2 separate regions of the Danio rerio genome follow, and region 1 is linked to region 2. Evidence: chromatin contacts called from public Hi-C data. All regions are on one chromosome and are shown on one strand. Each heading gives the region's core, a stretch centred on a gene start, on an enhancer-like site or on the middle of the called end of the contact. The rest is flanking DNA. Distances are from core to core; before and after follow the strand shown. Region 1 holds the start of nhej1 (nonhomologous end-joining factor 1). Region 2 overlaps bin1b (bridging integrator 1b).

Evidence for each region. Hi-C and Micro-C count contacts between places; a contact is called where the count stands out from the background.
Region 1: a contact with region 2 is called in a Hi-C map of an unstated tissue, with 2.7 times the contacts expected there. The contact joins the promoter of nhej1 here to the enhancer-like site in region 2. A contact is called at or near these places in 2 of 18 Hi-C or Micro-C datasets (caudal fin and an unstated tissue).

What each region holds. Positions count from the first base shown.
Region 1 is chr6:8,036,343-8,042,989 of GRCz12tu, forward strand. nhej1 (nonhomologous end-joining factor 1) reads right to left here and starts at 4,821. Exons shown (of 8, transcript NM_214749.1): 1 at 4,812-4,821; 2 at 3,879-4,071; 3 at 3,221-3,439; 4 at 1,517-1,655; 5 at 1,379-1,437. The coding sequence starts at 4,046. It overlaps atg3 (autophagy related 3), which reads right to left. Exons shown (of 12, transcript NM_200022.1): 12 at 6,170-6,647.
Region 2 is chr6:7,949,040-7,956,469 of GRCz12tu, forward strand. bin1b (bridging integrator 1b) reads right to left here. Exons shown (of 19, transcript NM_001327970.2): 6 at 4,988-5,083; 7 at 4,233-4,340; 8 at 1,848-1,940. The region is part of intron 2 of LOC141386180 (a long non-coding RNA gene); the gene reads left to right. Among named protein-coding and RNA genes, the nearest start is that of si:ch211-114n24.6, 29 kb to the left of the region's middle. Within about 2 kb of position 1,817, at least 6 of the 62 cell types and tissues checked have an H3K27ac peak or open chromatin away from gene starts, as enhancers often do.

The DNA.
Region 1 (6,647 bases), core at 3,571-6,070, 90 kb after region 2:
TACTAGCGCGATAAGCGGTGCTACCGCCAGACACCCCAGCAAATAACGTTTACATGCACCAGTGATGTGCGGGGAGGAGCTGACTGCATTTAAACAGGAGCTAAATACAGTGATTTAGATTATAAATATGATTGAAATTATTTGAATCATACAGTATTGCATTTATAGCAAAGATCAGTGAACATTGACAAGTATTTTATCATTAGTATACATCTCATGAGGGCAGGTGAGAATGATCACACGGTTTTTGCGGTTACTCTTTTTCCTGTACTTGACAAAGCACAGTATTGCAATATTGTGGTTATCGCGACAGCCCTATATTGAAATAAATAAGTTTAGTTTGAAAAAAATTAAACATGGTCTTTTGGTCCCAACTGAAAATATACCCCGATATAAATCCTAAATACTGGAAATCCTCATACACTCTCAACAGACAGTTCAGTGTGAGGCAAAGCTACAACCGAGCTGTCACTGCAAACACTTTGTGAGCTCCACAAACCACACCACAGCCTAATTATACACTGTCTCTGTGTATGTGTGTGTACTGGTTTTTATATCCTGGTGGGGACTTAAACCTAAATGCACACACACTCATGGGAACGTCAAATTTGAGCTCCTCATGCTTATAAATCACACAGAATGAAGCATTTAAAAAAATGTAAAAACGCTGTGAGGGTTGCGTTTAAGTTAGGTATGGGCAGGTATAAGATTCTGAAGGTATGATAACTTTGGATAAAAATATCACGGTTTCACGGCATTGTGATTACTGCTCGAAAATAAAATTCTTTTAAAATGTCTGTTAAAAACAACAATTTTTCGCCTTTGAACACACTATATTTTATTTTGAGAAACATCTTATATATTTTGTAAGAGTAAACATGTCAGGCTAAATTAATTATTGATTTCTGCTTACTTCATTTGTTTCAAAAAACAGATTTTTGCAATTTAAAACGGCACCTTTAGACATATTTTCTGCTGAAGATACTGTTGCCCTAAAAAACAAAACAAAAAAAATGTAAATAAAAAAATCGTGCACATACCTTAGGAACGGTATTACAGAAAATGTTGACGGTTTTAAAACCTTAACTTTTCCAAACCGCAGTATACCTTGAAAACGATTATCGTCCCATGCCTAGTTTATTACAGATTGTATCATTACGTCTATGAGAGTCCCCGCTGGGATATAGGAACAAGTCTGTGTGTGTGTGGTGACCCTCAGCTCTGAGTCAAGCACAGATCCTCAAACCAGCAAACGGGACTGGCTTCAGTACATACATGTGATTGACCACTCCTGGTCTCACATGAATGCTAGTTCTAACTGAACATGTTTGCACTGGTTCAAATTTAGCCAGAGACTGAATGAAAAAGAGTTTCGCACCTGCGTGATGAAGTTCTCCTTGTACTGATGCACCTCGAACGGCTCTGTCTGGAGTCTGGCTGTGAGGAGAGTGTTTCAGATGAGTGTCAGGGTGCTAAAAACAGACACAAACCAAACTGCAGAAGATGAGATTTTTACCTCGACTCAGGACGGCTCCGTTCTCCTGATAGTCCTGTATTTCTGCATCCTTACGGGCCAAAAGAGCTGCAAGATCCTCGGCCTGTCGCTGCAAGACTAGAGTCATGGCCAGAAGGGGGCGCACAAGCTGCCTGCACACCTGATTGACAAACACAGTCACACAACTACTGTAATTAAAGGGAAGGTTATCATTTTTTACTTGTTTCAAACGTTTATGAGTTTCTTTTTTCTGTTGAACAAAAAAGATAACATCTTGAAAAAACCTGTAAGCATTGACTTTTAGAGATTTCATTTTTCCTACTATAGAAATCAATGGTTACAGGTTTTCATTTTTCATCCAAAAATCTTCTTTAGTGTTCAACAGAAGAAAGAAGGGTTGACAACAATTGAGGGTAAATAGTCCAAACATTTTCAGTTTTGGATGAACTGCCCCTTTAATTTTGATTAAATAATTTATAAGGTCTCTAAATGATTAAAATGATTGACATTTTGACTGCAATCACTAGTTCACAATCTACTAAATGTTGTTGTACGTCAAACTTGTGCTAAATCTACTAAATTAAGAAAGTATTTCTTTTTTAACTTTCAAAACAACATTTACTGTACTGAAGCAATTTAAGTTCTCAATCAATATAAAGCTTGTTAAAATGTATGTAAAAACAAACAAAAACATCAACACACGCTTTGAATAAACTGACCAAATTGTTCAGTTTAAAAATATATATTTTCTGACTATTTATGTTATGATTTACAAAGAATATTTTAGGTATTTGAAATTTTATATTACGGCTGAAAAAAATATATATATATATAATTTTTTTATTATTTATTATTATTTTATTGTTATTATTTATTTATTTATTTATTTATTTATTTATTTTTATTACAATGTCCTGGTGTGAAAAATTCTGCAGCAGGAAAATACATTCATAAAAAAACAAATATATATAAATACATACATAAATTAAAAAATATCAAATTAATACACAAGAAAAAAGTAAATAAGTAAAAAGTAAAAAAAGTAAATAAATAATTACGTAAATATATAAATAAATAAATAAATAAGTAAGTAAATAAATATGTAAATAAAAAAGTAATAAGTAAATAAATAATTAAGCAAATAAAAAATAAATAAGTAAATAAATAAATAATTAATTAAGTTAATAAAAGAGAAATAAGTAAATAAACAAGTTACAAATAACAAGTATATAAAGTAATAAGTAAATAAATAATTAAGTAAATAAGTAATAAATAAGTGAATAAATAAGGAATAAATAATTAAGTAAATAATTAATAAAGAAAATAAATAAGTAATTATATATATATATATATTTATATATATATAAATAGAGAGAGAGAGAGAGAGAGAGAGAGAGAGAGATAATTAATTAATTAATTAATTAATTAATTAAGTTAATTTGGTCATTTGTTTGGAGCAATAACTCATTTGAATGTAAATGTATAATCTTTCTATTCCTAAAGATGTCAGCTGACCAAACTTGAATTTCATAGATATAACTGTTTATTACAACTCTTTTGTTTAAATGCACCAAAATATCACCTATATTCACTGAGAAATGTTTGGAAACATTCATTTTCAAAAAAAAAATTATAATAAGAGGGGGGCAACTCATTTATGCTGAGCTCTTAAACAACACATATCATGCCATCAGATGTGATGTTTTTGAAAAAAAAGGTTCACACCACTGCTACAGGCGTTGTTGTACATCTAAACTCCCAGTAGAAGGGTAGTCCAGCCAGTTCACTCTTGAGCTTGACCGTCAGGCTTTCACCATGCTGTTCAAGAGCCGCCTGTGCTGCAGAGATCTGATCCTCATCCAGTCCAGAGAAACAGGGCCGAGCCACAGAACACAGATGAGAGAAAAACGCCTGTGCAGGAGCCCGTAAACGCTTGTTCAGATCCTTCAGTGAAAAGAAGAATATTTTAGCATTAAATAGTGTCGTAAAATATATATTATTATATTTAGTATATTTATATAATAACCATAATTCGATAATACTATTATATTTATTAATAATAGTACATTTAATATTTTTAGATTGAGATTGTATTACATTAAAATAATGATGACTATATGCAAGTATGCAGTTTTGTTGTATTTTTTTTTATTAAATAAATGATTCCTCTGTGACAGACTTTCAAAAACAGAAACACATTTTATAAATCACATAAAATAATTTTATCATTATTATAATTCAGAGTTTGTATTTATTATGAAATCACAGCGTGTGTACTAATATACTGCTACACTGTTTTGCCTTCATTGGTTATTCATTTGATTGAGGCATTACTACATTAAATGCAGTTCAACTGGAGTCTTGCAGTGTGGTATATTCTTGCCTGTGCTCGGCTCTGGATGTCATCTGTGCTCATCTCTTCTTCCCACACAGTGCTCAGGTCAGTCAGCAGGACGCGGTACTGAGAGTCACCAAACCAGGCTTTGGCCAGTAGATCAGAACCACTGATGTTCACTGGGACCCACGGCAGAGCAGACAGAACAGCCTCCATCTCCACACAGGACACTGTACACAATCTGCAATACATTAACAGTAGAAGAGATGAACTTGGTTAAAGGCTGAGTCTGAAGGGTAGATGTGTGGTTTCCAATGACTTTTTGTATGTCAATGTAATTTACTCGATTGGACAAAAACTATTATTTGTCAATTAATTATATTGTCATAATAATACATTGTCATTCTTTTTTCCCGATCCCCATGGAAAATGCCTCCTTTTACGTATTGTGTAGTTATTTTAAAACACTTAGTACATGAAACAACGTGAAGTTGAGCAAATAATGACAGAATATTATTAATATTTGAATATGCTTTTGGATGGACTATTAATTCAGGGAATGTGTGTGGACATGAGGTACATAAACAAACGTATTCTGTGATATTTTGTGGAAAACAAACAAACATTTGTTGATATGAAACGTAGCAATTTCTTAACGCTGTCAACTGTTTCCTATAAACGAATTACAATTAATTACAACTAATAACAGTACATTTCTATACCTAGTAGCAGTCTAATAAATTCTAAAATACTACAGTTACCGCAGTTATTGTGGTATGTTAAATCTCCGTATGAATTTAGCTTTTCTTAAACTCAGTTATTTGGCTCAATTTTGAGCTGGAAAACAATCAAACGTTCCATGACTTAAGACACTTATTATACACAATTTATTTTACAACCATGTTAACTAATAAACAACTGTGGAAAGAGATTTCAAAAACATAAATAAGGTTTAACACTGTTAAGGAAATATAAACATACCAGTACAAACACTCCAACACGGGGGCTGTTGCGACTGATGCACATTCCCTGTCAAAGTCGAGTATTAAAACGTTCCGGTAGGAAAAGTTCCGCCAAAACATAAACATAACTCACATATGTGTATTATTTATTTACGTTACTGACTTTTGATATTATGTAATACGTAAATCACAAATATTACTATGAATAATATTTAATTTTAGTATAATAATAAGAACCCTGCTGGAAAAAAACTGCTTGAATCAACCTAAGCATGGTTGGCTGATAGCTGGTCGACCACCCTGGTTTTAGAAGGGTCTTGGCCATTTCAGGCTGGTCTTAGTTAGTCAGGCTGGTAAATGACCAGCTAAAACCAGCTTGACCATCCTGGTTTAAGCTGAACATTGCTGGTTTGGGCTGGGCTCCCAGCATGGATAGGTTGGACAAGCTGGTTTTAGCTGGTCCATCACCAGCCTGTAATGGCCAAGAGCCCTCTAACACCAGGCTGGTCGACCAGCTTAAACCAGCCAACCTGCCTATGCTGGTTTAAACCATTTTTTTCAGCGGAAAAATTATGACTTATAAGTCCTTGTTAGGACACAAATGACAACTTAAACAACGTCAAAATTTACAATGATTTCTATTGACTTGTTTATTCATTTCTGTTAGCCTCCACATCAGCTCAGTTTAATCAAATATCATTTAGTTTCTTATTAAAACAAACTAAAAAAACTTACGTTAACTTACATTAACAACAGCTTCGTTAAAGTGTATTTTTACACTTTTAGTGTTGTCTATTTTGTGATGAGCAATGCACTTAAAACTATCAATATATTTTCTGAGGTAATAATAATAATAATAATAATAATAATAATGACATTATGTAAACAACTTACAATAACGACATTTTACATCTAAATTAGGAAAAAAAAACCTTAAAAACCCTTGTTAGCATATACTTGACAGCTTACACAATGTCCAAATTTATTACAATGAATATATTTGTTGCATTATTAGTTCGTTTTTGTTAGCCTTCCCATCAGCTCAGTTAAATCAAATAACATTTACTTCTTTATTAAAACCCAAATAAATATATGTTAGTTGAAATTAGCATTAACTTACATTAATAATAGCTTCAGCAAAGTGTATTTTACATCTTATTTTAGTGTTGTCTATTTTGTGAGGAGCACTACACATATAACAATATATTTCCTGAGGTAAATATAGCACAGTAACCCCAAAGTAGTTAATACAACTAGCAATCCTCCATAAAAAGAGTGTTTTATTAACAGATTCACATATCTTAGAATTAATAGCACTCATTGTTGCATTAAGGTGTATGAATTAAATTCCCTTAAAGACTACACAGACTTTTATTATTTAGTAACTGTTTTTGTGTTTATCTGTGGACCAACATAGAACAAAGCACCAATTTAGCTCCAGCTTCTCCTGACATTGTGTACAATACGTTAAAATCCACAAATACAATAGATGTAGTCCGCTGGATTTGTGAATACATCTTTACCACAACAATAATCAGAAACCAAGACAGAGATTCCTACATTCAAAGTACAACGCGTTAAGACAAGCTGGCATATCGAACAAGCTCACCTCGCACACACAAAATGATCATGAACATACAAATAACACCAACATATTTGAACAGCCATTTATTATTTGCCATGGCTTATATTTTTATATATTTTTGTAACGCAAATATAAAATAAAACACTTTTCATTTCAGGACAGCATTAAGAGCAAGTGATAGTACAGAGGTTAAGCTGAAGAATAGTTAGGAAACTGGATTTAAATGTGTGTGTGTGTGAGTGTGTGATTTGACCGTCAGATCCTCTCCCA
Region 2 (7,430 bases), core at 567-3,066:
TTGTCTGTAGATTTCCAAGATAGGATTGTCTCGAGGCACAAGGCTGGGGATGGTTACAGAAAAAATTCTGCTGCTCTGAAAGTTCCAATGAGCACAGCGGCCTCCATCATCCATAAGTGGAAGATGTTTGGAACCACCAGGACTCTTCCTAGAGCTGGCCGGCCATCTAAGCTGAATGATGGGCCTTCGTCAGGGAGGTGTTCAATAACCTGATGGTCACTCTGTTTGAGCTCCAGCTTTCTTCAGCGGAGAGAGGAGAACCTTACAGAAGGACAACCATCTGTGCAGCAATCCACCAATCAGGCCTGTATGGTAGAGTGGCCAGATGGAAGCCACTCCCCGCCTCGAATTTTCCAAAAGGCATCTAAAGGACTCTCAGACCATAAGAAACTAAATTCTCTGGTCTGATGAGACTAAAATTAAACACTTTGGTGTGAATGCCAGGCATAACGTTTGGAAAAAACCAGCCCCCTCATCACCAGGCTAATACCATCCCTACAGTGAAGCATGGTGGTGGCAGCATCATGCTGTGGGGATGTTTTTCAGCAGCAGGAACTGGAAGACTAGTCAGGATAGAGGGAAAGATGAATGCAGCAATGTACAGAGACATCCTGAATAAAAACCTGCTTCAGAGTGCACTTAACCTCAGACTGGGGCGACAGTTCATCTTCCAGCAGGACAATGACCTAAAGCACAACACCAAAATATCAATGGAGTGGCTTTACAACAACTCAGTGAATGCCCTTGAGTGGCCCAGCCAGCGCCCAGACCAAAATCCTATTGGACTTCTCTGGAGAGATCTGAAAATGACTGTACACTGTCGCTTCCCATCCAACCTGATGGAGCTTGAGAGGTACTGCAAAGAGGGATGGACAAAAATTCCCAAAGAAAAGTGTGCCAAGCTTGTGGCATCATATTCCAAAAAAATGTAAAGCTGTAATTGCAGCCAAAGGTGCATCAACAAAGTATTGAGCAAAGGCTGTGAATAATGATGTACATGTGATTTTTTAGGTTTTTGTTATTTTTAATACATTTGCAACAATAATAAAAAAGAAAATTCACCTTGTCATTATGGGGTATTGTGTGAAGAGTTTTGAGGAAATAAATGAACTTAATAAACAAATATATATATATAAAGACATAAAGAAATGTAGAAAAGGTGAAGTGATCCGAATGCTCTGTATATATATATATATATATATTTATACAGCGAAATGAACAACCAACTTTTCCAGCATATGTTTTATGCAGCGAATGCCCTTTCCAGCTGCAACCCAGTACTGGGAAACACCCATGCACACACAATCACACTCGCACTACAGCAAATTTAGTTTATTCAATTCACCCGGAGGAAACGCACATGAACACGCGGAGATCATGCAAACTCCACACAGATATGCTAACGGACCCAGCCGGGGCTCGAACCAGTGACATTCTTGCTGTGAGGCGACAGTGCTAACCACTGAGCCACTGTGCTACGCAATTACAATTTCATAGGGCTAAAAAATTTGCTTTCAACCAACTTTATTTTAAACACAGAAAACAGTTTTTTTAATGATATTTTTCACAATATTACTGACTAACAAAGTATTTGTTCACATAAAAGCAGCCTTGCTGAGTAATATAGACTTCTTTCAAAAATAATCAGACCAAACCCAAACGATTAAACAGTTACTTTTAACAAATAAAACTTTTCATTCATATCTGACAAACATGTATTAAAGTAATACAGGAACAAGTGCTAGGAAAGAAGCCATGCTGTGTGAGTGGGTGTGCACTATGAGTAAGGGGGTGTGGTTTAAGGGATGTTAGGGGAGAGTTTACAGGCTGAGTGACAGATGAGTCACCTGGTTTCGTGTGAGGTTAGTTTGAGCGATCTGATGTGCTGTTAATATTCCCTGAGCCCAAACAGGAGCAGCCTTTTCCACCAGAGCCAGAGGCTGGACGCACAGAGAGAGAAAAGCAGCGACAAACACACCTCTGCTGTTAGTTCACACAAATCTCAGCAGGCAAAGACAGAAGCTTGTGCAAATACACATAAAACACACTTCAGTACACATATTGCTCATAGTTAGAGCATAATTTTTACTCTGATGTCATTCCTAACCTACATCTACTGAACACGGTAGGTGCATTGAAACATGTCAGCAAGATGAAACCAATGGAAGTTAATGGGAACCAAAACTGTTTGGTTTTTCAACATTTAAAATAGCTTCTTTCAAGTTCCACAAGTCAAGAAAGCTGTCAAACTTTATTTTAAGCTACAATTCACGCTCTTAACAAAGCACTAACTACGACTTTTAGCTCAATTGATAGTTTTCAGTCACGTGACCTAGGCAGAGACCTGGCAAAGCAAAAAAAAATAAAGGGCCGTAATGGCAGCTACACTTGGATCTCCAAACAAATGCAGCACAAACCGGTCATATTTCCATCTGTTTTGAGCGGTTTCGATATTTGGTTCACATATCAACAGAACAGAACCAAAATATGAACACAAACTGTAAATTGTGAGCACATGTGATCCATACACTGCACCAGCAGCCGTTTTTCAGTCATTTAGCACGATCATGTCCCTCCAGTTTCTACTGTGTAAAAAGCATGCAAACGCACTCTCAGCCATTGGTACCATAGATTGTTATGAGTCAATGATGCTACCATTTGGCAAAAATTCTTTCTGGCAGTTTCTTCTCTGAAGGAATTCGGTAGAAGCACAGCTCAGGTTTGTCTTCTTGTTGGTTAGTAAGGCTAAACCTTATTGCACAACAATTACAGTTGAAAGCAGAAGTTTACATACTCTATAAAAAGGCACATAACCATTTATGTGACTAAACCTTTTCTCTTTTAGGTAAGTAAGGATTATCACATTTGTTTCTGTCATGCAGAATAATGAGAGAGATGTTTTTTGAGAAATTGTTATAACTTTTCTTGAAAGTCAAGTTTATATACAATAAGATTATTATGCCTCTGAAAAAGCTCAGATGATGATGTCAAGGTTTTGGAAGTTTCTGATTGTCTAATTGACAACATTTGAGTTAATCGGAGGCACAACTGTAGAACAGTATTTTTTCCCAGTAAATTACACTGGGGAAAAGACAAATTTTTGGAGACATGTCCTGTGGTCTGATGGAACTAAGATTGAACTGTTTGGCCATAATGACCAGTGTTACATTTGGAGGACAAAGGGGAAAGCTTACAAGCCTAGGAACACCATCCCAACTGTGAAGTATAGGGGCGGCAGCATTATGTTGTGGGGCTGTTTTGCTGCAGGAGGGACTGGTCCACTTCACAGCATAGATGGCATCATGAAGAAAGAACATTATGTAGAAATACTGAAACAACATCTCAAGACATCAGCCAGGAAATTCAAACTTGGCCATAAATGGGTCTTCCAAACAGACCATGACCCTAAGCATACTGCCAAGTTAGTTCAAATCTGCTTTAAGGACAACAGAGTGAATGTTTTGGAGTGGCCATCACAAAGCCCTGATCTCAATCCTATAGAAAATTTGTGGGCAGAGTTGAAAAAGCTTGTGCAAGCAAGACAGCCAGCAAATCAGACTCAGTTACACCAATTCTGTCAGGAGGAATGGGCCAAAATTCCTTCAAACTATAGTGAGAAGCTTGTGGAAGGATACCCAAAACATTTGACCAAAGTTATACAGTTTAAAAGCAAAGCTTAAAAAATACCAAGGAAAAAAAAATAACGTTAGTAAACGTTGAGTATGATTTACCATCAGACATTTTTTTTAAAAGGTTATGTTCCTTTTTTTTTTTTTAGAGTATATGTAAACTTCTGTTTTCAACTGTATCTAGCTTTTTGGCAAAAAAAAAAGAGAGAAATTACTCAGCCTGTGACTTGGCAGACAGCAGAAAATAGTAATGTTTTGCCTGCCAGTAAACAATAAATGACTAACTAGCTTTGTAATGATAGTTAGTAAGGTAGTAATTTATAGTTAAGATTAGGTTTTACGTAGTATCAAGGATGCTGAATAAGATCCTACTTTATAACTACTATTAAACAGTAATACTTTAATAATAGGCAGGTAATAAGCCAGTAGTTAATAGCGTGAATTGTGACAAACTAAAGTGTCATCGAATAGTTTATGCGTTTTGAAAAGCATGAGGTTGTGTTATATTAAGTAATGGCTGAATTTGAAGTTGGTTAGCTGACAAGGTTTGTGAACAAAAAGCCAGACCATTTATCAAAAAGCTTGACTGAGGATCTGGTATACCTTGGCAATTTTGGCCTCGTCCTTTTTCTTGCCTTTTTGTACAGAGGCAAAATGATGTCTGGCACTGTCAAAGTCCACCAGCTTCCTTTCACGCTTTGCAATGCGAGCCTGCAGAGGGAGACAGAGAGACACGACAATGACCATCTAATACTCTACATGTCCGTTATTCCTTGGATAATTCATTAATTCGTTCAGTTTCCTTCGGCTAAGTCTCTTTTTCAGAGGTCGCCACAGCGGAATGAACCACCAACTATTCCGGCATATGTTTTACGCAGCGGATGCTCGCTCTAGGAAACACCCATACACTATTGTTCACACACACACATACACTACAGCTAGTTTAGTTTATTCAATTCACTTATAGCGCATGTGTTTTGGACAAAAGTAACAAAGTGATTTTCTCAGAGCCCTGACAACAATTGCTTTCCAGGCTATAACAGCACATTCTGCACGCAACCCTTGATGGAGCTGCAAAAAATCATGTGATTTCACGGTTAGGCCCAAATTTCAGTTTTTAGGTGCAGAAAGTAAAGTAGCAGTATTTTCGACCTTATTACAAGTGGTGTTTCTGTTTTCATGTGTCACACTAATGATCAATCAACAGGTTATTTGGCTGGTGGTGGGAGCAATAAAAACACCCAGTAGCTCCTGTAAATGTGGAAATTTCATTACATCCACATGAGAAACATTTAATGTAAAAAACAGGACTGTGTTCTGAGAGAGTTTATCGAGTCAAATCGCAATAAAAAGCAAACCTTTATATCTGGAAACTGAGCCAAGTATGCGTCCATGGAAATTACAGCATTGTCCAAAAGCTTCTCGTGGAAATCTTGCCACAGGAGGTCAGTGTCCTGTAAAACAAATGTGATCAGACACATAGACTAACATTTATTCTATAGGGTTGCATGATATTGGAAAAACTGACTGCAATATTTAATTGTATCAGCGATACATATTGCGATATTGAGTATACACTTTAACACATAAAATAAATAGCTCATTTTGGAAATAATCCATTATTTAGATTGATTAGGATGGTTCTGTATTAGACACATCTGCATATAATGTCATAAGCCAACCTGATTTGACCAAGTAGGACATGTTCCTGAATTAACATCTATGTTGATCCTGAAACAACATTCCAATCGGAATTAAGGGACACTTTTACAGTTTGTGTTAAGTCTAGGCGTACGGTTAGGCTTATGCACTTCTACATGATTGTTATCTATCAATTATTCTCCTCTGATTTTGGGAATAATTTACAGTTATGGTTGGGTTTAGGGTTAGGGAATTGGTATGGATTACATTTTCCAACAAAAATGATGTTCCAGGATCGCATGGTACTTGGCAAAATCATGACATGCTTATGATAAACCAAATCACAAGCATTGATCAATACAGTTAAAGCAAAGTTACAAATGAAACAAATGCTTCAATGTTTTTTTTTTTAGAAATCTCAGTGTTCATGTACACAAATTGAATAATTGAATGTAAAATAACCCTGCATCGTCTTCATAGTATATATACTGTATACAATCAATCTTTCTTGAAGTTAATAAAATCGAAATGAAATACTACACTACCAGACAAAAGCCTTGTCGCCTATCCAAGTTTTAGGAACAACAAATACTAACTTGACTTCCAGTTGATCATTTGGTATCAGAAGTGGCTTATATGAAAGGCAAAGGCCTCTAGATAACGCTTCACATAATAAAATGGAATCAGGACAGTAAGGTCTCACTTTATTTAAACAAAAGTCTTGCCACTTAACAGAAATAATATACAGTATAGAATATAAAGTCATCATAGTGCAGTGGAAAAAGAGTTAATATTGTGTATGACTCCCATAAGCTTGGAGGACAGCATCCATACATTGGACAACATCCATACTCTGCAATTACTCAAATAATTATTAATAAAGTCATCTGGAATGTCAAGAAAGCTTTCCTGCAGGACTCCCAGAGTTCATCAAGATTCTTTGGATTCATATTCAATGGCTCCTCCTCCATCTTACCCCAGACATGCTCAATAATGTTTATGTCTGGTGACTGGGCTGGCCAATCCTGGAGCACCTTGACCTTCTTTGCTTTCAGGAACTTTGATATGGAGGCTGAAATATGAAAAGGAGCGCTATCCTGCTGAAGAATTTGCCCTCTCTTGGGGTTTGTAATCTAACGGGCAGCAGAAATGTTGTGATTCTTCAGGCTGTTGATGTTGCCATTCACTCTGCAGATCTCTCGCACGCCCCCATACTGAATGAAACCCCAAACCATGATTTTCACTTTACCAAACTTGAGTGATTTCTGTAAGAATCTTGGGTCATGCAGGTTCCAATAGGTCTTCTGCAGTATTTGATGATTCATTGGAAAATCCACCTTCTGACACTTTTCCAAATGATCAACAAGACGTCAAGCTATCATTTGTTGCTCCTACAACTGGGGCCGACGACAAGACAAGACAGGTAGCATAATACTCTACACTGTAAAACCCCAAAAATTAAAGTAACACAAACCGTTTGAGGAAACCGATTGCTACAAACCACAAGTTAAAAAACTAACCTGTATGAGTACTGTAAACTTGCTCCATTTAAGTTGAAGTAATGAGGTATTTAATTTTATTAATTTGCTTCAACACTGAGTCCAAAACTCTTTTCATATCAGTAGAATTAACTTTCAGTCAAATTTGAGTTACCTACACTTATTTCATTTGATAAAGTTGACTGTTGGGTTTTACAGTGTTTATTTAATACAATATATTTTCTATAAATGCTTTTAAATGGTAACTTTGTGGTTAAACTTTGCAATTACTCCATAATGATGTGTTTTAACTCCTACTTAACTATAATCCTCACTTTAAAAAATATTAAAAACATTGACTCATCCTAAAATTGAAAGGCAACAGCTTTTTTTTGAGTCGATTCAACTTAAATCAAGTCAACTACAGAACTTGCACTGCAAAATTCTTCTCAAATTTAATTTAAAATGCTTCTTGGTTTAAGAGTTGCTAAATATTTAGATTAGAAACGAGACAAAAACTTTGCAGTGTGGGTTAAAAGTTGAGCTAACTCAAAAAAAGCTGCGCAAAAAGTTGCATTGCAATTTTAAGTTGAGTCAACTTTCATGTTTTTACAGTGCTGATTCTACTTTGCAGATCTTGCGAATGTGCCTATTCCGCATGTGCACATTGCTATATCGCTGA